Regions from separate parts of the Sus scrofa genome. Here all the other regions are linked to region 6. The links are chromatin contacts, called in public Hi-C, HiChIP or PLAC-seq and promoter capture Hi-C maps. All regions are on one chromosome and are shown on one strand. The core of a region is the stretch at or near the end of the contact, and the rest is flanking DNA. Distances in the headings are between cores, read along the strand shown.

Evidence for each region. Promoter capture Hi-C pulls out the DNA fragments that hold promoters and counts their contacts. A called contact is a pair of places that touch in the nucleus more often than the background predicts. HiChIP or PLAC-seq counts read pairs in DNA pulled down with a chosen protein or histone mark.
Region 1: a contact with region 6 is called in a promoter capture Hi-C map of liver, with 2.9 times the contacts expected there. The contact joins the promoter of USP3 here to the promoter of FAM96A in region 6. A contact is called at or near these places in 3 of 5 promoter capture datasets (fetal liver, fetal skeletal muscle and liver), 7 of 47 Hi-C or Micro-C datasets (alveolar macrophages, heart right ventricle, liver and 2 more) and 2 of 2 datasets of contacts at active chromatin or transcription factors (alveolar macrophages and skeletal muscle).
Region 2: a contact with region 6 is called in a Hi-C map of liver, with 4 times the contacts expected there. The contact joins the promoter of OAZ2 here to the promoter of FAM96A in region 6. A contact is called at or near these places in 2 of 47 Hi-C or Micro-C datasets (heart right ventricle and liver).
Region 3: an H3K27ac HiChIP or PLAC-seq map of alveolar macrophages shows a contact between it and region 6. The contact joins the promoter of RPS27L here to the promoter of FAM96A in region 6. A contact is called at or near these places in 1 of 47 Hi-C or Micro-C datasets (embryonic fibroblasts) and 1 of 2 datasets of contacts at active chromatin or transcription factors (alveolar macrophages).
Region 4: a contact with region 6 is called in an H3K27ac HiChIP or PLAC-seq map of alveolar macrophages. The contact joins the promoter of LACTB here to the promoter of FAM96A in region 6. A contact is called at or near these places in 1 of 5 promoter capture datasets (liver), 1 of 47 Hi-C or Micro-C datasets (liver) and 2 of 2 datasets of contacts at active chromatin or transcription factors (alveolar macrophages and skeletal muscle).
Region 5: a contact with region 6 is called in an H3K27ac HiChIP or PLAC-seq map of alveolar macrophages, with 9 times the contacts expected there. The contact joins the promoter of APH1B here to the promoter of FAM96A in region 6. A contact is called at or near these places in 2 of 5 promoter capture datasets (fetal liver and fetal skeletal muscle), 1 of 47 Hi-C or Micro-C datasets (fibroblasts) and 2 of 2 datasets of contacts at active chromatin or transcription factors (alveolar macrophages and skeletal muscle).

Annotation. Positions count from the first base shown.
Region 1 is chr1:108,513,595-108,517,606 of Sscrofa11.1, forward strand. USP3 (ubiquitin carboxyl-terminal hydrolase 3) reads right to left here and starts at 2,017. Exons shown (of 16, transcript XM_021094102.1): 1 at 1,604-2,017.
Region 2 is chr1:107,323,146-107,327,217 of Sscrofa11.1, forward strand. OAZ2 (ornithine decarboxylase antizyme 2) reads left to right here and starts at 2,080. Exons shown (of 5, transcript NM_001301326.1): 1 at 2,080-2,274. The coding sequence starts at 2,255.
Region 3 is chr1:108,879,899-108,884,234 of Sscrofa11.1, forward strand. RPS27L (40S ribosomal protein S27-like) reads left to right here and starts at 1,432. Exons shown (of 4, transcript XM_003480338.3): 1 at 1,432-1,759; 2 at 2,643-2,751; 3 at 4,029-4,139. The coding sequence starts at 1,754.
Region 4 is chr1:108,922,431-108,926,363 of Sscrofa11.1, forward strand. LACTB (lactamase beta) reads right to left here and starts at 2,055. Exons shown (of 6, transcript NM_001243362.1): 1 at 1,666-2,055; 2 at 1,168-1,234. The coding sequence starts at 2,028.
Region 5 is chr1:108,761,418-108,765,673 of Sscrofa11.1, forward strand. APH1B (gamma-secretase subunit APH-1B) reads right to left here and starts at 1,862. Exons shown (of 7, transcript XM_021094173.1): 1 at 1,596-1,862; 2 at 175-345. The coding sequence starts at 1,708.
Region 6 is chr1:107,949,543-107,953,544 of Sscrofa11.1, forward strand. It overlaps FAM96A (MIP18 family protein FAM96A), which reads left to right and starts at 2,076. Exons shown (of 4, transcript XM_021093923.1): 1 at 2,076-2,370. The coding sequence starts at 2,247. SNX1 (sorting nexin-1) reads right to left here and starts at 378. Exons shown (of 15, transcript XM_021093910.1): 1 at 104-378. The coding sequence starts at 262.

The DNA.
Region 1 (4,012 bases), core at 767-3,266, 560 kb after region 6:
TCATTCTTCATGAGGTATGCTTTTCCTAGTGTTTACTTTGATTTTTTTTTTCACATCTCTTTTGGGGGGAAAAAAAAGTTACACTTATAGCACCACAGCTATAACTACAATTATAGCTAATGCACTACCAAGCAATTTGTAAAGCAATTTGATACACCTTATTTGTTGTTTCATACTCAACATTCACTGTAAAAGAAACATTCTTAGGTAAGTTTCTGCACCCTCATAAAAGAACTGCAACACTGCACTGTAAAACAAATTAACCAGTTAATAATCTTTATAGGCTTCATGCAGAAAAAGATACTGACTTTACAAAGCCAAGCCAAGCATCCAACCTCTGAGAGCTCAAGGAAACCGCAGTTATTTCTATTCCTTATCCTAGAATGAATTTTTCTTTGCGGCATTACCTGAGTTTTTCTCCAAGGAAATATTCACCCTTTAAAAAGTAACCTGTCAAAAGTGTTAGTGCATTCTCTAAACTATCTTCCCAGCTCCGGCACACAAGGAGAAATGTCACACAGCTAAATCGTACGTAGCATTGCTATTTTCTTCCCTTTATTTATTCAAACGAATTTAAGATTTTTGAAATGCACAATTCAAATTTTACACTACAACCCAAGCTATCATTGATCCTCTCAAAGCTAATAAACAAAGACTATCAGCAGCACCAGGGCCCTACCAGGAAGTAATCAAAGCAGTGTGGCCGGTGCGATCCTAAGTCTCTAGAGCAGACAATAAGGGGGTACTGGGGCTTCGAAGGGGCCTGGCAGAAGGAGTTAAGAAGCTTAAGCAATGCAAAAGCATTACATAAACCTAATAACTGTCCTACAGCACAAAAACTCGGAAATCCCAAGGCAATTTCGGACAATCCGAAAGATATGAAAGACAACTCGAGCTACCCCTCCAAAGCAGCTGCTCGATTAGCCTTCTCAGCTTTTTAACCAGCAGCCTGTTTTCAAACTTCACCCTTTCTGGCTGATGAAAGACTCCGACCTTCGCCGCCTGAGTACTCAGCACCTCTCCGGGTCCCGGTTCCCGCCGGTCGGCGTGGGTCGGGTCGCGGGTGCATGGGGGGCCCAGGCAGGTAGCGAAGGGCCCCAGAGCGCGCCCCGCAGCCTGGACAAAGCTGCGCCCCGAGAGCAACGCTTTTGCCGTCCCGTCAAGGAGGGGACGAAACTCGGGCCCCGCCACACGTGCGGCCGCCTTGTGGGGGCCGGACACCCGCCCCCGCCGCCCCCGACCCGGGGACACGGGCCAGCGCAGCCCCCGATCACAGCAGGGCTGCGCGGGGGCGCGAGCCGCTGACCAAGGTCCCCGCTCGCTGCCGCCCCCACGCGCTCGTGGGCCCCGCGGGCTCCCGCCCCTCACGGGCCTCTCCTTTGCCGGCCGGACCGTCGGGCCCCGGGAAACAAAGGAGCTGCCGCCGCCGCTCCGCCTGCCGCCGCACCACCCGCCTCGCCGCGTACCCCTCCCCAGCCGCCGAGCCCCGCTCGCCCTCACCCCTTCCCAAGTCCGCGCGCCGGCCGCCAGCGGCCCCTAGACGGCAGGCCCCACAGAGCCGGGGCCTCGGGTGCGCTTCAGGGCCGCCTGGGGCCGCACTCACCGCTGCAGCACCAGGACGACGGGGAGCCGTTGGGGAACTTGGCTGAGTCCGGAGCGATGCAGACGCTGGAGCTGAGGTGCGGACACTCCATGGCCACCCGGAGAGCGGCGAGAAGGACGGAGGCTCCGGGACCCGGCGAGGTGGGGGGCGGAGGGACTAAGAAGGATCCGTCTGGGGTCGCTCCTCGCCGGGCGCTCGGCAGACGGCAGCTGAGTCCCGAGCCCTTGCGTCAAAGAAAGCAAAAGCTTCCGGGAGCCGGGTTTTCCCGCCCGCCGTCTCCTGAGGCCCGGCTCCGGAAAACGTGGTACTCCGGAATCCGGGTTCTGCCGCCACCCCTAGGCTGGGGGCTTCCGTCTTCCCAGGCTGGCCCCGCCCTGCCCCGGGCAGGCCCCGCCTCCAAGCCCAGCCCCGCCCCCGTCCTCTCCCGCGGGGTGGGGGTCCCCGCGCTCGCAGGCGGGTCGCCCAGGGTCTGGCTGCACTCGGAAGTGACTTTCCCAACTCTGTTGGCCGGGACTGCCGCGGCTTCCCCGCCCCTGGAAGGGTGGGGCGCTAAACCAGGGCACACAGGGCCAGTCCGCCGCTTTTACCGCGGCCGGGCGAGCGCTCACAAAGAGTGCTTCTGCGTTGTGTGTGGTGGACTGGCTACAGCGCGGTAGAAAATCTGACCACACAAAAAAAATGTGAAGAAAATAAAAACCACCTGGGCAGACAGGCTCTGTGGCCCCATTTTTACACAGGAAGACACAAGCTTAGATTAAGGGCCTAGACCCACCGGGGTGCATAGGTCCCAGAGCAGTGCTAGTTTAGTGTTCTGCTCCCTTCGGCAGGTGCGATAGTGATCGAGTTCCAGTTTTTGAACACGTGACCTTAGCCAGCCACCTGGGTGCTGAGTGGCTGGTCCCGCGTGGGCACTCATGAACCTGTGTTCAACCCCTGTCACAGTGACTCACCATCTCCGTTACTTTGAGCAGACGATCGGACATTCATACCTCACCCTCAGTGTAAATTTAAGTGAGATAGTTTTAACCTGCGTTTGCTGAGAGCGCGGTCACTGTTACCAGGTGACGAAAAGAGAAGGGACCTAACAATTGTTAAACACCCACTGCTGCCTCCTAACCAGGCACTTTACAAATAATACCTCATTTAAACCTCGCACCATCACGCCAGCAGCTGTTACCATCCCCCTTTTTACCGTTAATCCGTACTAGGATTGGCTCCCAGGCACTCTGATCTCTTTGTGGAAAAAGGATAGGGCCAGCCTCTGGGGCAGGGGTTACGCCCTAGCGAGGCTGCGATCTTTGTGGGGGCACTGCCTTGGGGATGTCTGGGGCTATTACAAACATTGCCTCAAAGTTGGGGCTCCTTGTAAAACCCGGCGAAGGAGCAACAGGGCCAGGAGGCAGGGAGGGGGAGGGGAAGGCTGATGTGGCAATCCCTCGGGCCGGGTGAGAGGAGGAAGGAAGGTCAGGAAATGATTAACCGGGCCAGGCCGGGTAGTGGTTAGAGCAGAGCACCTCCCCACAGGGCAGTCCTGCAACAGTCCAGGAGTGCCCTCTCAGTCACTTCCCACGCTTCGCCATCCCCCACACTACCCGCCACCACTTGGTTTCTGCCGCGCACTCCTCTGCCTAACGGTGTCCATTCACCTGCGGCATCTCTGTTGACCCTTCCTTACTCTCCCCCCATTCTTTCCCCCCCAGTATTTCCCATTCCTCGGTCAACACTCTTTGGTTGCCTCCCAAGTTTTGACTGCTGTTAGAGCAAGCCATCTTGAGGTTTTATGGCAGTGCCGAATTGTGGAAAGTGCGGCTGCTCAAATCCTAGCTCTGCTGCCTACTTGAGGACCAACTTTAGCCAGTGTTTCTAGTCTTTCCAAGCCCTTTATGTCTATAAAACTGAGAAAACAATGCTTATCTCCAAAGGAAGACGTGAGAATTCACAAGACTTGCCACCCCCAGTAGGAAGTCAATAATTTATAGCCCCCCTTTTTTTTAATGACAGCAAGTGAGAATAATTCCTAGGAAGGGGGAGTATAAACAATAGATGTGCCCTCTGCTCAGGCTCTCCAGCCCTCTCCTATCAACTGATTCTTTTTCAAAGCCTGTCTGGATCAACCTGTTTCCCTCTGGACAGCTACCCCCGATTATCATCCATGCTCCTTCTTTTAGCCATGGAACTGACTCACCAGGGTCTTTCATCCTGGCGTGTAATGCTACTTTTTTCACCCTCAAAAGGACTCAGTTTCCTTATCATCTAGACCTCAGCTTGAACATCACTTCCTCAGGGAGTCCTTTCCCGACCCTGCCCCACCTTCAGGTTACCTCCAGGTGTGTGATGCCCTTGTGTGCCCCACACTCTGCCTTTTAAAAACACTCTTCAGCAGCATAATTATTTGTTTAATGTCTGTCT
Region 2 (4,072 bases), core at 830-3,329, 630 kb before region 6:
AGGAACTGAGTTGTAAACTTCATTTCATTTGAATTAAGTTTAAATCGCTGCTCATGACTAGTGGCTATCCTATTGGACAGCACAGATTAGAGAAAGGTGGCTTCCCATTTTTGTGAATTTTTCACTGGCTGGCCAGGCACCCATCAAGGTGGTCACTCCTTCAAGTAGTAAGTTGTGGCAGACACCTTGTCACTACACCATGTGAATACAGACAGAGCACAGGATCAGGCAATACCCCAGGTACAAATTCTAACTCTACCACTTACTGGCTTTGAATTAAAACAAATAAATTAACTTGGCTGGTATATATAGGCCCTCGAAAATATTCGTTGGCATAGTCTCCCTGAGTTTTAATTCTTTTCATCTGTAAAATGGACGTGGGGGAACTGTTGTACAAATTCATGCTTCAGCATGATGCTCAGTAAATGTGGCTTTTATTGACACAGTGATTTAGCATCTGCTGGCTGTTCAAAAACTGTCCTTCAGGCCATGGGTCACTCATCCAGGGATGGGCTGGCAGAAGTGAGCCACCCCATCTTCCTTGGGGAACAGGAAGATTGCCCAGGTCTCTGGGACAATTAGACGGGATCGGTCAGGGCTAGATGTAATTGTTTAGTTCTGCTGTGGGCTAATGTAAGAACACACCTGGCTTGAAATGGGAAAATCAGGTAGGGACAGTCCCTTGGGGACAACATAGATGATCTAAAATGAGCCAGAGCATGGGACTAGTCTTGCTTTTATGTCTAGTGATAATCTGGGCAGTTCTGGTATCATTTACCACTTCAATTTTTGACTTAGTTTGGCAGCTCCAACCCATCTTCCATCCCTGATTTATCATCATCCAAAAACCAAAAGCACATTGTTTGTCAAGTAGAGGTCCTGAGACGGCTCTATGTGGCACTTTTGTGACATGGGGCTGTTTTCAGCTGGAGTCAGAGTGACCTTTGATCTGGAATGATTGTGACCACCCTTTCTTTGAAGCCATCCTTAATTCCCTAGTTGCTTTCTCTGTGGCCTCCCTCAGATTGAGCACTTACCTCATAGTATGATGGCCTCTCTGTGTCCCTCCCTCGGATCAGATTGTGACATCCAAGGCAGGAACTTTGCCTAGTTGATCACTGAGTATTCCTGGACTCTACCACATGCCTGAAGCACATAGTAAGTAGCTGCTCAAAAATTACTTGTTGACTAAATGAATGAATGGCGTTTGAGGTGACAGTAACCCATTATGATCTGAGATAACGTGACCTCTCTTGTGAGTTGACTGTGAACAGAGTCAAAAGCTGATTTTGTTGAAGTGCCTGTGATTGCAGCCTGCAGTGACTGTGATCTGAGGGGTCTGCATACCAGTGATTGTGACCTGTTGGCACTGATCTGTGATAAGGACCAGCAGGGATAGTGACTGTCGATTAGTAATCTTGCATGACTGTGATATGAAGTGCTTGTAAACATGGCAGTGTTGGTGCCTTCCACCACTACTGTCAGGTGACTATGATCCTGATCCACAGCCACTTGGCATTAGATGACCACCAGCCCGTGTAAGGCCTTAACCCTTGGCCTGAGATATGTTTTTAAGGTGAAGATATTGCTGATCTTAGCTGACAGTTTAAGTTATTGATCTGCACTGTGAGCGGAGGTAATGGAGATCTCAGGGCTTGGCCTTAGCCTAGAATGACACTAATATATGTGTATTAATCTTAGATTAACGATTTTGTTTTGTTTAATAGCTTCCCAGGGCCTATAAGTGTCACAGCCCTGCTAAACCCCACGCAAACAAGGGTGAAGCCAATGCCCAATAAATTCTACTTGAAATGAAACATCCTACGGCTCGCCCAGCCATCTCCACCACGACACCGCCTGGGGCACGATCCCTTCTACACGCTGCTTCCCCTAAGGCCCTGGCGCTGCCCTGACTCCGCTACCGGCTTGACGCGCCTGCGCAGAGGCGGGGCGGTGCTTTGCCCTTTGTTGTGGGCCCCAGTTTCCCAGGACACCGCGCGGCGCTGGGGTGGGGCTATGTAGATGAGGCACTTGGGGGCGGGGCGGTTGCTGCAGCGTCGGCGGCGGCCGGGGAGGGTCAGTTGGAGGCAGGCGCTCGCTGAGGCAAGGAGGAGGGCTCTGGGCCCGCGGCCTGACAGGGACTTAGCCCGCACAGATCGGCCCCGCGCGCGCGCGCGTGACCCCACACCCACCCACTCATCCACCTACCCACTCCCTGCGCCGCCTCCTCCCACCCTGAGCAGAGCCGCCGAGGATGATAAACACCCAGGACAGGTAACGGCCCGGCCCAGGCTCCCCGCCCCCATCCTCCCCTCGTCTGCTCCAGAGGGCCTCCTCTCCCCACCACCCAGCGGGTCCCCGGCCCTCCTCCAGAGGGCACCATCAAGCCCCCACTGAGTCCCTTCCCTACTTCAGCCACCCCAGTCTGAGCCCCAGCCTCGCAGCTGGGCCTCCTTCCGTCCTTTAGCCCCCCTCCCTCCAGCCCGGCCCATCCCCCTCATCCGGGCTTCCTCCTCCCGTAAAAGCCCCCACAAACCGGGACCCAGTCTTCCAATCCAGTCCCTATTTCCTTTCTGCCCCACCGAACCGTGCTTTTTCTCTCATTCCTAATTCCCCAGATTGTTTCCCATCTCCCCAAATCTTCCTTCCCCTTTTAAGTCACTTCACCCTTCCCTCTGAATCCCCTTCCCTAATTCAAACTGCACCTTCCAACCAGACGCCTCTTTTATCACCCCCCCAAAGCTCCGTCCTTCAGTTCTCAACTGGACCCAGCCCCCCCACCTGTCACCCCCCTCCCCGGCCCCCACCTCCCCAGGCCTCGCAGTCTTTACAGTGATGCCTAGTCCTCCCCTTGGCCCCTCACTGCAGCTTCCTCTTTTCCCTCCAGCCCTCCCTCCACACCCTTTTCCCATTTGGGCCCATGCCCCCTGTCTCCCAATCTCATTCTTTTTATTTCTCAAACACTTTGGGTTTGACTCATGTTCTCCATCCTGTTCCCTAATGATGTCTTCCACCCAACACTCTTCTAAACACTCCTACCTTTTAACTACTTTTTCTCACTTTTTCTTATACTCTTCTCATCTTAACCGATCCGCATCGCTAGAATATTAGGTTACAGAATTCAGCCCACCCTGCGTTTTTCCCTATACCTCTTTCCCAGTACCTCCAGTGCTTTCAAATCAGTCCCCATACTTTGCTCACTGGACCTTTCATGTTTCCTCAAAACCCTACCCAGCCCTCCCTTATTAATTGGAGAGAAAGACTGCACATCTTTCTGAAACAGCTTGCTTCACATATGCTTACTTCACATGTACTTCTCCCCTGCCCAAACTAGGCAGAATTCATTATTCAGTTTCCCTCTCTCTACCTTTCCTCTTTTCCTCCAAAGTAGCCCTTGTCCTGCATTTATGCCTCAAGCATGTCCCATGTTTCTGTCCCTAAATCTTCAGTGAGAAATTGTTTCCTAATGTTCCAATTCTCTACAATTTTTAACCCCAGCTGCTGCTTATACATCAGAATGACTTTTATTTACAATTTGGGTTCTAATTCTCTTCCTCATTTTTCCCCAAAACTTGTTGCTGCCTGCTCCAAAATGAGTCTGAAGCTCATTAGTTTCCCCCTCCAGACCCTTTGTCTCCAGATTTGGCCTTATGGCTTCTGCTCCTCACTTGGGCCTCATTGTTTTGCAAGCAGATCCATTCCCTGCAAATCTTCCTTAAATTGTGCCATGGCCTATCCAAATCTGGGCTTTAGTTCCTCTTACAAACATAGCTCTTCTTACTGCTTTTCTTCACATAGAGATCTAACTACCACTCAAGTTTCCTTTCAAACTCAGGTGCCCTTCTTACAGAAATGGTCTCTAACTTGCCATTTCCCATTCCTTTAACAGCAGCCTCTTTAAATTTTCCAGCTGGGTTTTCAGCTTTTCTTGTATCTCAGTGTTTCTCAACCCTGGTTGCACAGGTGAAAAATCAGTCACCTGGGCCCCACCTTCAATAATCTGCTGTAATTAGCCTAGGGTGGGGGCCTGCCTATTAATATGTATTTTTTTTAATCTTTTTAAAAAATTTAT
Region 3 (4,336 bases), core at 182-2,681, 930 kb after region 6:
TAGTGAAAAATTGGCAAATGGAGTACTATGTGTTAAGATTTGACAGAGCTGGTTGGTGGGTTGAGGGATCTTCATTATTGTATTCGTTTTCTATTTTCACTATAACAAATTGCCATAAAGTTAGTGGCTTTTTTATTTTATTGTCTTTTTGCCATTTCTTGGGCCGCTCCCACGGCACATGGAGGTTCCCAGGTTAGGAGTCTAATCGGAGCTTTAGCCACAGCAAGGAGGGATCAGAGCCGCATCTGCAACCTACACTGCAGCTCACCACAACGCCAGATCCTTAACCCACTGAGCAAGGCCAGGGATCAAACCTGCAACCTCATGGTTCCTAGTCAGATTCGTTAATCACTGAGCCACAATGGGAACTCCAAGCAATCTTAATTACACTTGCCATATAACCACACATTCTAGGGATGAAAACATTATCTTTGGAGGCTATGATTCTGCATATGCAATTGTATTAATCCATGTACTTATCTGTCTGAAAATATATTAACTAATATTTTCAATAGTATAAAAAAAACCCCAGCCCTAGTGTCCAATTTAGCGTATGGATGAAAAGAGGATTATTCACAGGATGAATGCTATGTGCCCATTAGAAGTCATAATGTAGGATAATATAGAGTGCCGGAGTGATGTTCATTATACAGTAATGGGGGGCAAGTCTATAAAAGAATATGCGCAAGAGATATGAATTACGTAAAACCAAACCCCAAACATATATGCAACTGACTAAAAAAATGTTTGGAAGGCTATAGGTCAAAATATTAAAATGTTTACTTCTCAACGGTGAGTTTAAATTTCTTCTCTTTTTCTTCACTTTCCTAAATGTGTATTACACATGGATTATTTTTTCGAAGAGAAATAAAAGCTGATCGAGAATGTCTATTTTGGACACTTTTCTGGTCAAGCGCCTCCCTGTTTTCTAAGCTTTTGATCAGACTCGCTCACACCCAATCCACAGGACTGTCCTCCTCAGCAAAAACATTTCAAGTCTGGCTATCGGTGACACTCAACCGTTTTTTCAGCCTGAGCTGTTCGCTCTGCAAAGTGTGATCCCCAGTATAGAAAGGAGAACAAAGCCCGGCAGCGAATCGGTGCTCGTTAAAACCGTTTTCAGGGCCAGGCAAACCCAAGGCACAGCAGCATCCCGCAAAGAATTTAACAACCGGTACCTTGGAAGCCAGATGAGCAAGTATACGAGTCTTTTATAATCTCACTGGCACATTTTAATGGTTTTAATTAATCACAGTTTTTAATACACACACGAACAGAACATAGGCATCTCCCACGTGCCCGCCCGCAGAGCGGCAGGAGAGTGGAGGGCTTGGCGTGGGGTTCTCGGACCAGCCACTCAGCGTGCCCAGCCAGGTCCGCTCTGCAGTGGTTGCCTGCGCTCCAGAGGCCCAACGTGGCTCCCTACCCGCCATACACCAGTTGAGCCTGGCCCCTGGCACCACCGGCCCGGTGTGAAGCTTTGAGGGCCGCGGCCCTAGCCTAGGGACGCGCTAGGATCTCGGGCTTTGGGAGCTCGGATGGGCGTGCCCCTCCGCACCTCCCCTAGACGGGTCGCGGGGATCGCGGCCGGAGCCCGCTCCCACCACCGAGAGGAGAGCCTAGAGTGGACGCGCCCGCCGCTCCTCCCAGCCTCCTCTATCCCGGAAGTTGACGCCGCGCTCCAGGTCGCGTGCGGCTCGCCGAGGGTATAGCATAGCTGTCTGGAAGGGCTGTGCTTTGCAAAAGGATCAACATGCCTGTGAGTTGTTTACTTTCAGGCTTCGCTTTGGTTTTGGCCGTCTCCATCGGCCGAGGGGTCCCTGGGGTGGGCTAGCTCGATGTCTCCGCGGGCCCCCGGGGTTCCCTGCCGATCGCGGCTCGGCAGCGCCGATCAAGCGGCTCTTTTCGCGCGTGGCGGACTTGTTGGGACTTGTCCGGGCGGCGCGGCGTGTCGGGCCCTGCTTGGGCGTGGAGCGCACGGTCTGGAGTCGGTGGCTGGGAGGGGACAGCTCCCGAGTAACTTAACTCTGCTCTCTTGGGTTCCGGTGCGCACCCGCGAGGCTTCTTGCTCTCCTTTCGCTTCGTGGTTCTTGCCTCCTCTGCCTTTTCCGTAGAAATTTCCTACTTGTTTCCTTTTTAAAAACTGTCTTCGCTGTTGCCATACACATTAACTCTATCTAGGACAGTCATGCGTCAGGCACTTAAGAGTTCTTGTCAGATCAGATGTTGAACCCTGGGGGCAGAAATCATCTCGATGTTGGCACTATCGGATCTACCTCGGCGATTTCTACTCTCGGCGGGTTCAGGGATCACGTTCTTACTTAACACCCGAGTTTTATTTTCACTGGAGACTGTTGTTAAAGTGAAGAAGAACGGCTCTGACCTTACCATATGTTTCCCGATCGTCGTAAAGCCCCTTTATGGGACTTGGAGAACACAAGCATTATAAAAAGTATTAGTGAAAGTTAACAGCCTTTAAACAATTTTATATATATATATATATATATATATGTAGAGAGAGAGAGCGCGCGCCTCTTCTGAGTATGACTGTTATTCTATTTTTGCATGTATATCTCGCCCATGATTAAATCTGCCAGAGTTGTGGTTTCATTCTAGTAGTAATAATATGCTTTTTTATTCAGTTGGCTAGAGATTTACTGCATCCTTCCTTGGAAGAGGAGAAGAAAAAACATAAAAAGAAACGTCTGGTTCAGAGTCCAAATTCTTACTTTATGGATGTAAAATGTCCAGGTAAAATTTCAAACCTTAATACTTTTTAAAGGAAAATTTCTGTAAGGATTATTTAGTGTGTTGTGTAGTGTTTAGATATAGGACCCTGGGTTGCATAGAAGTGGGATTAAATAATTGGAGTGTCATAAGGGTTATTTCCATAATAAACCACTGTGGAAACATTTGGGGGAGGGGTGTCAGAACATGGGACTCCAAAGCGGACATGATGTTTAACTTATTAAATCTTTAAGCTGTTCAGATGATGAGTTTTCTTTTTCAATATGCAGTGACAAGTATATTGATTCTTCAGTATAAAGCTGTGGGGCTCAACAGCATGGCCATTATTCAGGTGTAAACACTTCATGATTCTTTATTCGTATGTATTGGGAAATGATCATCACAATGTTTAGTTAATATCTGTCACCATGATTATAAAAATTTTTTTCTTATAAGAACTTTTAAGATATACTCTTAGCAATTTTCACATATTCAATACATTCAATACAGTATTATTAACTATAGCCACTATCATGCTGTATTTTAAAAAAAAAATTTTTTTTTAAGGCTGCACCTGTGTCATATGGAGGTTCCCATGCTAGGGGTTGAATCAGAGCAGCAGTTGCTGGCCCATACCACAGCCACAGCAATGCAGGATTCAAGCCTCATCTTTGGCCTACACCACAGCTCACAGCAAAACACTGGATCCCTGACCTACTGAGCAGATCCCTAACCTACTGAGCAAGGCCAGGGATCAAACTCCAGTCCTTGGCTCCTAGTTGGGTTTGTTACCACTGAGCTAACAACAGGAAGCTCCACCATGCTGTATCTTCACGTATAAAATATATACCAGATTTTGAAGATGTAGAATGGGGATAAAAAGCTTTGATTTACATGTTGAAATGATAATCTTTTTGAAGTGTTGAGTTCAATAGAATATATTATTTTTACCTTAAAAAAAAAAAAGATAAATTTTTTTGGGCCACACCCACAGCATGTGGAAGTACCCCGGCCAAGGATCAAACCTGTGCCATAGACCCAACCCATGCTGCTGCAGTGATATGCCCAACACTTAACCCATTGACCACAACAGAACTCCAAAATCTTGGCTACTCCAAAACCTTTTTAATGTAGCTACTAGTAGAAAAGTTTAAGCTGCATGTATGACTTGCTACTGCACGGCACTGAAGTTCCTAATCTTTTAAAGTTCCTAACCTACTACAAGGTCTTTAGTAGAAATGTGTTGAACAGGTGCTGGGATTTCCTTCTGCTTTTCATTTTTAACACTGCCTTTTTTTTAGGTTGCTACAAAATTACCACGGTTTTCAGCCATGCTCAGACAGTGGTGCTTTGTGTAGGTTGTTCAACAGTGTTGTGCCAGCCGACAGGAGGGAAGGCCAGACTCACAGAAGGTAAATAATTTAGCATTTGCTAACCCAGTGATGAAATTTTATGATTTCAGAGTCTCTCTCTTTACTAAAAATCAGTTTAAAAGAAATCTTAAACTCGTAATTACCAAAATAATTTAAAAAATTTTAGGAGTTCCTGTTGTGGCACAGTGGAAATGAATCCGACTAAGAACTGTGAGGTTTCGGGTTTGATCCCTGAA
Region 4 (3,933 bases), core at 805-3,304, 970 kb after region 6:
TCTTCAAGTTCTATTTATTCTTGGTTTTTTAAGTGAGTTTCCACTAAATTCCTTAAAATAACTACCAATAGAAATAAATGTGAAAAGATGTCCTGCAAATCCAATCTAGCTAACAATCAATTTAACTCAGCTGCAAATCAGAAGAAATACAATGTACTACTAATTTAAAGCACCTTCTAGAAAACGGTTTAAGTCAAGCTTCACCCTCTGTAGGATAAAAGTGTGGAAATCTAAGAAATACATAGAATTGAGATCTGAAAAGAATGAAAAGACATACAATAATTATTTTCAACTGTAAATGTAGATTATGCTGAAAAATATTTTCACAAAAAAAGCCCTCACAGGGCTGATATTTATAGAATTTTTTATTACATTATCTTTCATAAATCAGGTATGTTAATTGGGCTAGGTTTAAACTTAGGGAAAGAATCATATTTCTTCGAATTCAAAAGTTTACAGTTCCTATCAACTGCTAAAAGTACTACTTTCTCTAAGTGATGTCTGAAACAACATTTCCTAAAGGTAGGGTTCCTAAAAACCTGCTATGACCAGATGGATCAATTTGTGTGCAAAGGAAAAGTAAGTTAAATTATAAAATAAGTTTTAAAGTATCATAGAATGATTAGAAATCTCTCTTCCAAAGCTGCTTTTTGTTTGAAAAAAATACCTGACACTTCTGCATGGTTTTTGGGTTTTTTTTTGCTTTTGTTAAGTAGATCGCAAACTCATTAAGGAAAAGGAATTGTGTATATTCCCAGTTATTACTACAGTGCATTTTACAAACTAAGGAACTCAATAAATTGTTGAGTGAATTAGAAAAGAAAAACACAAAATCCTGACAGTTTGTCTACTCGTAAGAGTTATCTACAAATGTGCAGTTAACAGGCTATTATATACACAATTTTGAGAACAATAAAACCAGTCTTATAGGAAAGTGGGAGTAGAAACGAATGATCCTTAAGACCCCAACTTACTCATCAGAGTCAATTTTAAACCTTATTGTTTACAGAAAGTCCGATTCTGTTAGATATGTTTTCTCTATAGTGTGTATGGTTTTATGAAAACTGAACAGAATTTTACGGTATTCACTCCATTGAGTAACACATCAAGATTTCATTCGCCGACTGGCACAAAACAAGGCTATAAATAAAACCCTTCTGAGCCCACCTTCTGACCAAACTTCTTTTCCATCCACAGAGACTCCAACCACTATTCCTGGCGCGCCCACCTCATCCTAAGAGCAGAAAGGAGAGTACAAACACAGACCGAAACAGACACCTTGCACGTCCGCCAGCAACTTCGTCTGGGGCTTTCCCTTGGCCCCGCCCCACTGCCCCGCCTCCCCGGCAGGGCCCCGCCCACCTCGGCTCATGCCTGGCGGGAGCTAACCGTGAGGGGTGTGCTCGCTGGGCACACAGGGGGGAAGGGGTGGTTCCGAGGCGGGCGGTGACCTCCGCCCCAACTTGGGCAACCCCCCAAGTGCGTCTAACCATGGCCAGGAGGTCGGGAAACGGGAAGTCTTTCTCGGAAGCCGGTCGTGGGCATCCAGCCACCCGGGGTGGGGCCCGCTCGCCCCGAGAGGTGACCACCAAGGGGTCTCATTCCCCGGTGATGCCGGGGGTGGGGCGCTGGGTCCCCAGCCGCCTACGCCCCCCGTCGCCGCACCTTGATCCTGTGCAGGAGGTCGCGGCTGCTGTCGATGGCTCTGGCGAAGCGCCTGGCGTGGGGCGGCACCGGGGTGTGCGGAGACCACGGGGCGAGGGGCTGCTCCTGAGGCGGCAGCGGCTCGCTTAGAATCGGCGACTCGGGGTCGGGGGCCGCAGGGGGCGGCGCAGGGGACGCGCCCCTCAGCCCTCCTGCCAGCTTCATACCAAGGGCCAGCCCCAGCCCCAACCCAAGGCCCCCGACCCAGCCGGGGCCGAGCTTCGGCAGCCCGGCGCGCTGGTGGGCAGCGCGCCGCCCGCAGCCCCAGGCGCAGCCTCTGGGGGTCGCGGCCCGAGCCGGCACGGCTGACAAGAGCCGGTACATGGCGTCTCCAGCGGGCTGGCAGCTTCTGAGCTAGCGCAGGCCAGGAGGGCAGCGTAGGCGCGGGGTGGGGAGGGGAGGGGAGGGGAGAGGGAAAGGGGTGGCTACCGCATTCAGACCTTAGCAGTCGAGGGCCGAGGGCCAGAGCGCCGATCGCATGGAGTGCTTCCTCCTTTTCCCTTTCACATTGCCTCCACTCTAGATATTTCCTCATCTTTGTGCCCCGCACTTTCCCCCCGCTGCTTCCTCTTAGATCTAGTGTCTCCTCCTCAGAGAAGCCTTTCTAGTCTCTGTCCTGTTTGGAGTTTTCGCCACACCTAGACCTCCAGTGTGCACAACTGCCGTAATAAGATTTAACACTTTGTTTTACTAATTTACAAACTAATTTGATTCTTTACCAGATTGTGACCTCTGGAGAGCCTTGACTGCTACATTTGGTACATCTGCTCTTGGAACTGCGCTTGGCACACAGCAGCGGCTCAGCAGGGATCCCCTTTCCTCCCAGAACCCTCATCTCTCTTGCTATCACTATTCTTTGTCTCATATAGACTCCTTCCATTTCCCCTAACACCCTTTAAAATTTCTTATGGCTGTCTAGCTCCACACCACATCAAACATTTGTTATATTCAGTCCTTATATTAATTTTTTTTATTTTGCTGTGAAAAAGTTTTAAATAAAATTTACACTTAAAAATTCTAATCCGGGAGTTCCTGGTAGCTCAGCGGGAACGAATCCGACTAGTAACCATGAGGACGCAGGTTCAATTCCTGGCTGGAGTAAGGATCCAGTGTTTCAGTGAGCTGTGGTGCAGGTCGCAGATGTGACTCAGATCTGGCATGGCTGTGGCATAGGCCTGCGGCTGCAGCTCTCATTCGACCCCTAGCCTGGAAACCTATGCTGCAGGTGCGGCCCTAAAAAGACCAAAAAAAAAAAAAAAAAAATTTAATCCAGGAGTTCCCGCTGTGGCACAGTGGGTTAAGAATCCGACTACAACAGTTCAGGTAGCTGGGGAGGTGCAGGTTTCATTGTTCATCTGTGCAGTGGGTTAAAGGCTCCCTCCAGCGTTGGGGCAGCTGTATGATAGGTCCCAGTTGTGCTGGGATTCAATCCCTGGCCTAGGACTTCCATATACTGTTTTTGCCGCCATAAAGAAAAAAAACCCAAACAAACCAAATGTAACTTGTACAATTTAGTTAACTATGATTCCTGACAACTGTAGATGATCGGAGATTTTTTTTTTTTTTTTCCTTTTACTGCTGCACCTGTGGCATATAGACATTCCCAGGCTAGCGGTCCTTTGGGAGCTGCAGATGCAGGCCTAGCCATAGCTGCCCCAACACTGGATCCCAGTGCATGAGCACCCTACACCCCTACACCCTGAAGCTTGCCAAAATGGATCCCTAACCCATGCAGTGAGGCCAGGGATCAAACCCGCCTCCTCATAAACACTATCGCCAGTTCTTAACTGGCTGAACCACAATGGGAACGCCAGAGGTTCTTGTGAAATAATAAGTCCAACCTCAAATTACTACAAAGTGTAAAATGTGTATAATCCTATCAAACAGTTAATGATATGTTAATTTTGAAGATAAACATCCATTCCAATTTTATAATTTTCTTTTTATACTTTGGGATATACATATAATTTTATATATATTACACATAATATTATATACTGTTTATTTTAAATATTTTATTTTAAAAATTATTCAATATTAGTCTAAATATTAAATTATTTAAATAATACATATATATTTCCCAAAGATTTGTGAAACTTATAGGCCTTAGGTATACCCAATACCAGTATACCCAATGTATAAAATGAGCCTATCTTTCCTTACAGGTGGAATTCATAGAATTCACAGACTTGAATTGATAACTGTTGTCAAGAGAAAAAGCTGTAAACA
Region 5 (4,256 bases), core at 612-3,111, 810 kb after region 6:
AAATAAATAAAATAAAATACTCAATATTTTCAGCCTGGAAATTTATAATCCCTTGGCTTCAAACTATGTTGGAAGACATGGACCCTCAAATACAACAGTATATTAATGTTTCAAATTACCAAATCATAATGCAAATAAAACTGTGGAGGGGGGTAAAGCAGACATTTAACTTACTTTAAAAGTTTATAATATGCAAACCGGAATGTTTCTTGGATAAGGACTGAGACCAACACTCCAAAGATCAGCAGATATTTCTGGACTCGTTCATCTTTGTTATCAGTAATGGTTGTTGCCATGAACCAAACTAGGGAGGAAAGCAGCAGAGACACCAACCAGAAGAAGGCTCTGAAAATTGGGGGGAAAAAATTACAAGTGAACAGGATTAATAATGATTTAAATGCAGAAAAAATCTTGCTTGAAAAGGAATGGATTTCCTGACCAAGAAAATGTTCATGAAGTGATGTTCTGAATCAACTGTTCTTAATCAATGGTGCAGTTTCCCTGGTGAAATCAACATGAAGTCCAAGAGGAATTTGAGATTTTTTTTTCCCTAAAAATCACTTTTTCAGTGACTCTGTTATTTCTAAGTACTGCTGCAGACTATCTGCCAAGTGCTGTCTGGCTGGAAACTTGGTTATTTGCTCCACTTCCTTATTAAAGCTTTGCCCACTGATGTGCAAACAAATGTCTGCATCTCTATTAACAGAGTGACTGGCTGGCTTTAAAATCGAGGTTGAAAACCTATGCTCTGATCTAGATCAGTTTTCCAGGCCTGGTTTCTACAACATTCCTGTGGATTTTAATGATTATAACAAGGGTTACAGAACTTTTACCCAAATCACTATTGTTTTTTAAATGACACTTGTGATGAGGCACTTTCAAGAAGGTCAGAAAAGGTGGCAATCACTGGTATCGCCTGGCCAAGCGACACTCTGGGGAGCCCAAGAGCTGCCAGACAGGTGAAAACGGAGATTATGACCACAATCGCTACGAGAGTTCGGTGTTGACCAAGCTCCTGCAGGGAGATGTACTACAGGTGCGGTGTTGTTTCCCCACGTTTCTACCCTTTGGCTGAACCGGGGAATCACCTGGGACGCTTTAAAAAATTCCGTAGTCCGAATCCCAGGCCCCTGACCTTCCGATTCAGTTAATAGAGGTAGGAGCTGAGCATCGCGGATATCTTAAAACACCTGACGCCCAGGTGCTTAAGGGTTCTTGCTTGGGATTACAAATGCCTGTTAGAATCTGAGGGAAACTAGGGACCTCCCCTCTCCAAATGAATAAAAGATGAATATTTGAACTTATCCACAATTTTTAATACAGTTTTAATGTATGACTTATTAAAGCACACCCGGGAGACAAGCGTAGGGGTTTTTCTGAGACCTACGGTGTGATGTGCTCTCCCTCTGAGCTCGCCCTCTGGGGTCGCAGGCGAAGAGTCCCAGGGGAGATGGGTCTCCGCTCTCCCCCTCCCAATCCTTCTCCCCTCCAAAGCCTATCGAGGTCAAGTCGTTTGGAGGGAACGCCAAGTACTGCCGGTACCCCAGCGGGGGAGGGGAACCCCGGGTCTGGGTTTCCTGGCGCAACCACCTTACCCAATGATGAGGAGGATGATGCGCAACGGCTCGGTGGCGATGGTGAAGACGTAGAGGGCGAGAGCAGGCCCGAAGGCAATGAAAGCGCAGCCGAAGAACACGGCCGCCGTCATGGCGACAGCAAAAGCCGACCCGGGGGCCGGGCGGGGACTTGGGGGCGCTGAGCGCTGATAGAGCTGAGCGCGGGGTGAGGGCGGGGCAGGAGAGCGGCTGCAAGCAGGGCGCGGCGGAGGGACGGGAGGCGGGGCGTGGCCGTGAGCGGCGTTGGGGCGTGGCGCGTCGGAGGAACAGAAGGCGGGGCGAGGGCCCGGAGGCGGGGCGAAGCCGTGAGCGCCAGAGGGACCCCGGCGCCCGGGCTCGAGGCGCGCTTCACCTCCGGGCTGGCAGACCTGGAGGCAAAGCAGTTCCTGCTGTCTGCGCGGCTTTGTAGGACGAACTGTAGCGTCCCGACCCCCGCCCCGGCCACAAGTACACCATCCATCAGGCCCAGGATATTGGCCGCGAGATGGCTGAAAGAAGGGGGGGGTCTCCAAACTGCTTTGGTGCCAGGATAGGGGGAAATTCCAGATCAACTAAAGAAAAACTTCGCACAGCAGGTAGATAGGATCCCATTTCTAAACAGAGGAGTCTTTTTTAAAGCACATTTTGCCATCTGTAATGTTGGGGGAACTTCGTGCAACTGTGTACAAAACCCAAGCTTGGGATAGCGGTGACCCAGGCGCTAACCCTCAGGGTAAGAGCTTGTTTTGTTGAGCTGGTTTTATTTGTTCCTCGCTCCTGCCGTGTCTTAAAGGTGTTTTTTAAGGCATTCTCTGATCACCCTGTAATTACAGCAACATCTCCTTGCTTGGTTTTTACTTGCTCGCTTGCCTCCCCCATTAAAATGTAAACTTTTGGAAGGCAAGGTCTTTGTTTTGTTCTCCGTTGTTTCCACAGCACCTAGAAGATGCTCACTAAATAACTGTTCAATGAATGAAATAATTTTAAAAATGGAACTTACAAACATTTGCTACAGTAACAATTTCTGAAAGGTTTACAAAATAAAACCAGAAGGTTAATTTCCTTGGTCATTTTATCTAAGATTTATCTCCATGTCTAGTGGGGATAATAACAATAATAATTCATGGGTAGTTTTGAGGATTGCGCCACATGTTAAGTGCTATGCAAGTATCAGCCATTCCTACCCATCTTTAATGCCTATCCTGAATAAAGCTCTTGAAAATCAACACTGAAAAGACAAAAGCTGGGGCCCTGACTGAAGATGTTTTGTGGTCATCTCTGAAAATGGGCCTTCACATAATACAAGTATTTAATTTTTATGGTAAAATGTCAGCTTTGTTTGAAACAGACATATATATTTTCCTCTTACTCTACACAGTATTTCTTCATTTTGAAATGTTTTGACCAGCACCTACTAAGTAACTCAGGTTGAGACAACAGTTGAAAGTGATAGTGACTCTATCACATTATAAATCAACTAAACTTCCAAAAAACTTTAAAAAATGAAAAAATAAAGCTATTCATTAAAAAAAATTTTTTTAAATAAAGTGATAGTGACTCATCATTGGATAGATTCTTTTGGTTCTATCCTGAATCAAAGTTGTCAAATGCAATTACATTATTTCAGCTCCATACAGAAATGCCTTCATGAATGCCCAATGTACTTATGTCCTTGGGGTAAATTAGTATTTTTAATTAAAGACATTGTAAGGAGATAGAGAGAGAGAACCAGGCATGACTTTATGAACATAAGAAAAGCCGTTTTTGGCCCAAGCCTTCTTGTGATCTAAACCTGACTACAGTGTTTGTCCTTGAACGGGTCTCAGTAATTAATAATCAACCAAAGCTTAGATTCTGTCCACCTTTCCCCCAATTCTATGCTGAATTCTCCTCTGCTCAAGCCCCTTCATGAATACTCATGTACCTTTAGCTTAAAACTTCCCCAGTTTTGCTGTTTGGGGAGACCCCGCTTTGGGAAAAATCACCAGTGTTTTCCTTATTTGCTGCAAGTAATAAGCCCTTCCTTCTCCTGATCTTTGGCGTGGCTGTGTCTTTTGGCTAGATACCCACTAACAGGTGAACACATTTTTTTTTGGGTAAAAAAATGGTCATCTACATTTTTTTCTTGGATATTTCATAAAACTATCATTATCGTTATTCAATATCTCGAATTTACTGTTTGAGTTCAGGGCTAGAAAAAAGTGTTTCTCCTGACAAGTGCATACATATACTCAGCATGAGAGCTAACTTAGCATATGCAAGTTTTAACTTGATTCCCAGGAAGCTTGGAGCTAAATTTCATAATCAATTATAGCAACTATTCTTCTTTTTAATTACAATTACTGCCATGACTTCAGAAGACAGCTTATTATTTTATTCCTATTTTGATGATTTGTTTACCCCAATTGTAACCAAGATCTATGTGTTAAAGCCACCTTAAATACTTGGAAGTAGGCAACTCGAAATGCAGAGCCGCTGTGGCTGTGGCATAGGCCAGCAGCTGCAGCTCTGATCCGACCTGAAGCCTGGGAACTTCCATATGCCACAAGTGCGGCCCTAAAAAATAACAACAAAAAAAAATTTTAAGATTCAAAGAAAAAAAGATATCTCTAACTGTGGTCTGTCGGAATAGAAAAGAAACTAGGAGTTCCTGCTGTGACT
Region 6 (4,002 bases), core at 826-3,325:
AACACAAGGTCTCGCCGGGCCCACTCTGCCCAGCCTTCCCGGCACTCGCTTAGCCTTTCCTTTTGGGGCGCCCGCCCGCCTGCCCCGAAGGGGGCGAACTTACGGCCGCCGCGGCGCCGGTGAAAATATCCTCCCCCTCGGTGTCACTGTCCCCCGCCTCGGGTTCCGACCCCCCTGTCGCCCCCTCGAACTCCGGTTCCAGGCTGGGGAAGGGGGGAGGGAGTCTTTCCGAAGCGCTACAGCCACCACCACCCGACGCCATCTTCCTCCACCCGCGGCGGAAGCCGCAACAACAACTTTATGGAGAGATAGTGCCGCGAGCAAAGCGTTCCAGCAGAGCGGAGGCGGGATGGCAGCCACCAGCCCTGCGGGACACACAGGGCGGGGAAAAGGGGCGGGGCGTACTCGCTCGGGGCGGGGTGGGGGCCGGCTCGCAGCTCCTGTCCAGCCAATCCAAGCCCTGGATCGCGACCCCGCACTCTTAACCTAGGGAGCAGAGGAGCAAGAGAGGAGGAGCTAGGGGCCGCTCAGGTTCCTGTGGCTCTTTGTGCTTTATCTAATAGACTTCTTAAGGAGATGAAAAAAGTCTGAAAACCTCTACCAGCCACCAACTCATGCCAAGCGCAGCGGCTTCAAAGACATTTAATAAGTATTTTTGGTTGAGGTCTCAACATATGCAGTCAATTTTCGCCATTTATTCTCTTGACATTTAGTTAGTTCATTCAAGAAATAAATATTGAGCATCTACTCTGTGCCTCGCACCCTGCTATGCGTTTCACATATAAAAATAAAGCTCCTTCTGCCCACCAGGCGCTTGAGGGAGACGGGCATGTAAATTAACAATTCAATACGATCAGTGCTATAATGTGCTGTGGGAGCATAGTAAGAGATCATCAATTCTGCCTGGAGAAGTCAGGACGCCTCAAAGAGGTGAGACTTCAGTGGGCTAAGTTTGGTCGCAAGGAAGTTAGGATTATCCTCACAACTGCTGTGGAGTAAGTGGAGTGGAACAGATGACAGGGGAATTATTAAACTCTGAACCAAATTTTCCTGCGGCCTAAACTATTCACTATTATCTGGTGGGCTTAAAGTCTAAATCAGCTATATAAGATTTTATCTTTAAAGATAAATAGGATATGTTATCATGGGATAACTCAGCAAGAAATCCTGACCTTCCTCTCAATAGAGATGATACTAAACTTGGCATCAACTTTGACAAAAGGTTTAGTTTGTTTGTAACTGCAAATCTCTCAGCATCAGGTGTTGGCTCCCTCACAGGTCTGTGAGCTGCTTAAGGGCGGGAGTCCTGTCCCATCTTGTATCCTCCGCGTCTATAGACTAAGTCTGGCAAATTAAGTATCTAATAAACGTTTGAGACTTGATTGGAAGGATGGATGGATAAAATTAATACCATCAACCTTGTTACTGGCATCATCACAGCCACCAATACCAAAGGGCTTAGAACGTTCTTTTTAGGATTGCGATCTCTAATGTCACTGTGAGACACACCGGACACAGGGGAAAGCTCTCTCGTTCTAAGTTGTCTTCGAGGGAAACTGGCAGAAATATTCAGGGGGTATTGGGAGTTGTGCTGGCCTGAGTTCCTATGAGACAAAACCAAAAAGGAACCCCCTCCACGCCTAACCATCCAAGTACACGTCCTTTCACTGCAACGGAAACTCACTTCCGGCCTGACTAGTCGTTAAGAAAACTTTGGCTGGAAGCGACACTCTCTCGGAGAAATAACGGTAGGGAGTCTCCGTGTAGACGTCCTCCAGCACTAGAAATCAAGATTTCCTTTTCCCTACCTCTTCAGTATTCATCCTTAGCTTATCCAAGCGCTGAGTGAGGCATTTTGTAATGGGTAACAAAACGTTACCTCCCTCCCGACCCCCCCACCGTGGGAAACTACAGTTCCCATAATGCAGCTCTCCGTCTTCCGAAGAAAACGCCCATACGTCCCAGCACACAACGCGCTTCACGTGCCTCTAGGGATTTCCCCCCCCCCCGCCCGCCCCTCCTGTCCGCCAAAGCCGAGCAAAGTATGCTGGGGTTTGTAGTCCGTGCAGCCTTTTTCCCTAGATCCTTCGCGCTACTCCGTCCAGTCCCGCCTAGTCTCTGCTGCCCAGGACCTTTTAGGCTTGTCTTGGCCCCTTTGAAGATCAGGAAGTTGATAAATTGTGAAGCTCGCTGTTGAAAGACGGTGGCTCGGGTGGGACAGTCGCCAGGGATGGCGGAGCGTGAGAATGGAGCGGGTGTCCGGGCTGCTTTCCAGGACGCTGAACAGAGTCCTGTGGCTCTCCGGCCTCTTTGAGCGCGGAGCTGCCCGGCAGCCCCGGATCATGGAAGAGAAAGCGCTAGAGGTTTATGGTAAATAATTTTACCGAGGGCAGTGTTTGGCGGTATATATGGAGGCGGGGGTAACTTGGGCCTCACCTGAGAGTGGGAGTGGTTTTTGCCGGATTTCTGGGAGCATGGAAAGCTTTTTCTCCCGGGTCCCAAGTTTTTCGGGCATGTGGTCTTTATAAGGTTCTTCCTAAACCTAGGGCAAGTCGAACCCTGAGTCTCAAATGCTTCAATTTTCTTGTCTGCCTCACGTTCTAGTGGCCATCTCAAGACATCTGGGCAGAGCAGGAGTCTAGGATGCTTGGTTAGGAAGCAAAGCTGGCCTGATTGCATGACTTGAGCTTCCTATCTCCAGCCCCTGGACACACAATCCTGCCACCGCCGAGGGCATTGCTGGGTGGAGTTGAGGACTAGCTCAAGGTCACAGCTACTCTTTTCTGCATAGGCAATAGCCAGAGGTTCCTGAGAGCCTAGCCTTGAACTTTAAGTTTTGTTGTTGTTGTTTTTGTTTTTTTTCCACACAGCTAAGCCTGGAATGCAAAAACAAAAGAAGAACAAAAAAGCAAACCACACACAGAGTTTTAGATGTAGATGCAGGTAGACTCTTTTCAAACCCTGGAACCGTCTTCACTGTACAGATGAGGAAACAAAGGTTTAGAGTGGTTAAGCAACTACTTGGAGGCCACATTGACTCCATGGAAACACCAAAACCAAAGTTTTGGTTAAGGAAACACCAAAAACCAATCACTAAGTTTGGAATCTTCTGATTCCAAACTTAGTGCACTTTTGCTTTATGACTTACCTTTTTTGGGGATTTTCTAGTATTGTGTTTGAAAACTAAAAAGACTGGTCTAACTTTCGGCAATTCCTGGTAACCAGGGTAAAACTGCAAGAATGCAAATATGCAGGTAAGGATTATAGACCAGTAGAAAGAAGCCAGGGATGTTAAAGACATTTGGAGCTAATCTAGTTTACCTATTGCTAGAGGCAGGACTTAACCCCAATGAGGAGATAATTATGAATGGAATGATCTCCACAAGGCAGATGGACACATTCCTGTCCTGTCAGATCTCTATCTCCAGCATCTAGGGACAACAGGGCACTGGTGATACAACTTTGAAAGAGAGTTTTTGTCCTCACACTTTTGTTGAGGGGAGCCTTTATAAATGCAAAAATGTAACTTAAAAATCATATGCAAAAGAAGGCCAAAGACTGTACGAGAGATACAGAAATTCAGAGGAAGGAGAGACTTTAAGGAGACACTTGGTAGTTTCAGTTGTGGCACAGTGGAAAAGAACCTGACTACTATTCATGAGGATGCAGGTTCCAGCCCTGGCGTTGCTCAGTGGGTTAAAGATCCAGGATTGTCGAGCTGTGGTGTAGGTCACAGACGAGGTTCGGATCTGGCCTTGCTGTGGCTGTGGCGTAGACCAGTGGCTACAGCTCCGATTTGACCCCTAGCCTGGGAACCTCCATATGCCGAGGGTGCAGCCCTAAAAAAAAAAAAAAAAAGACAAAAAAAAAAAAAAAAAAAAAGGAGTCACTTGAATTGGGCCTTGAAGGATTGGTAGGATCTGGACATATAAAGAGTATATGGAGTTCCTGTCATGGCAGAGGGGAAATGAATCCCATTAGGAACCGGGAGGTTGTGGGTTC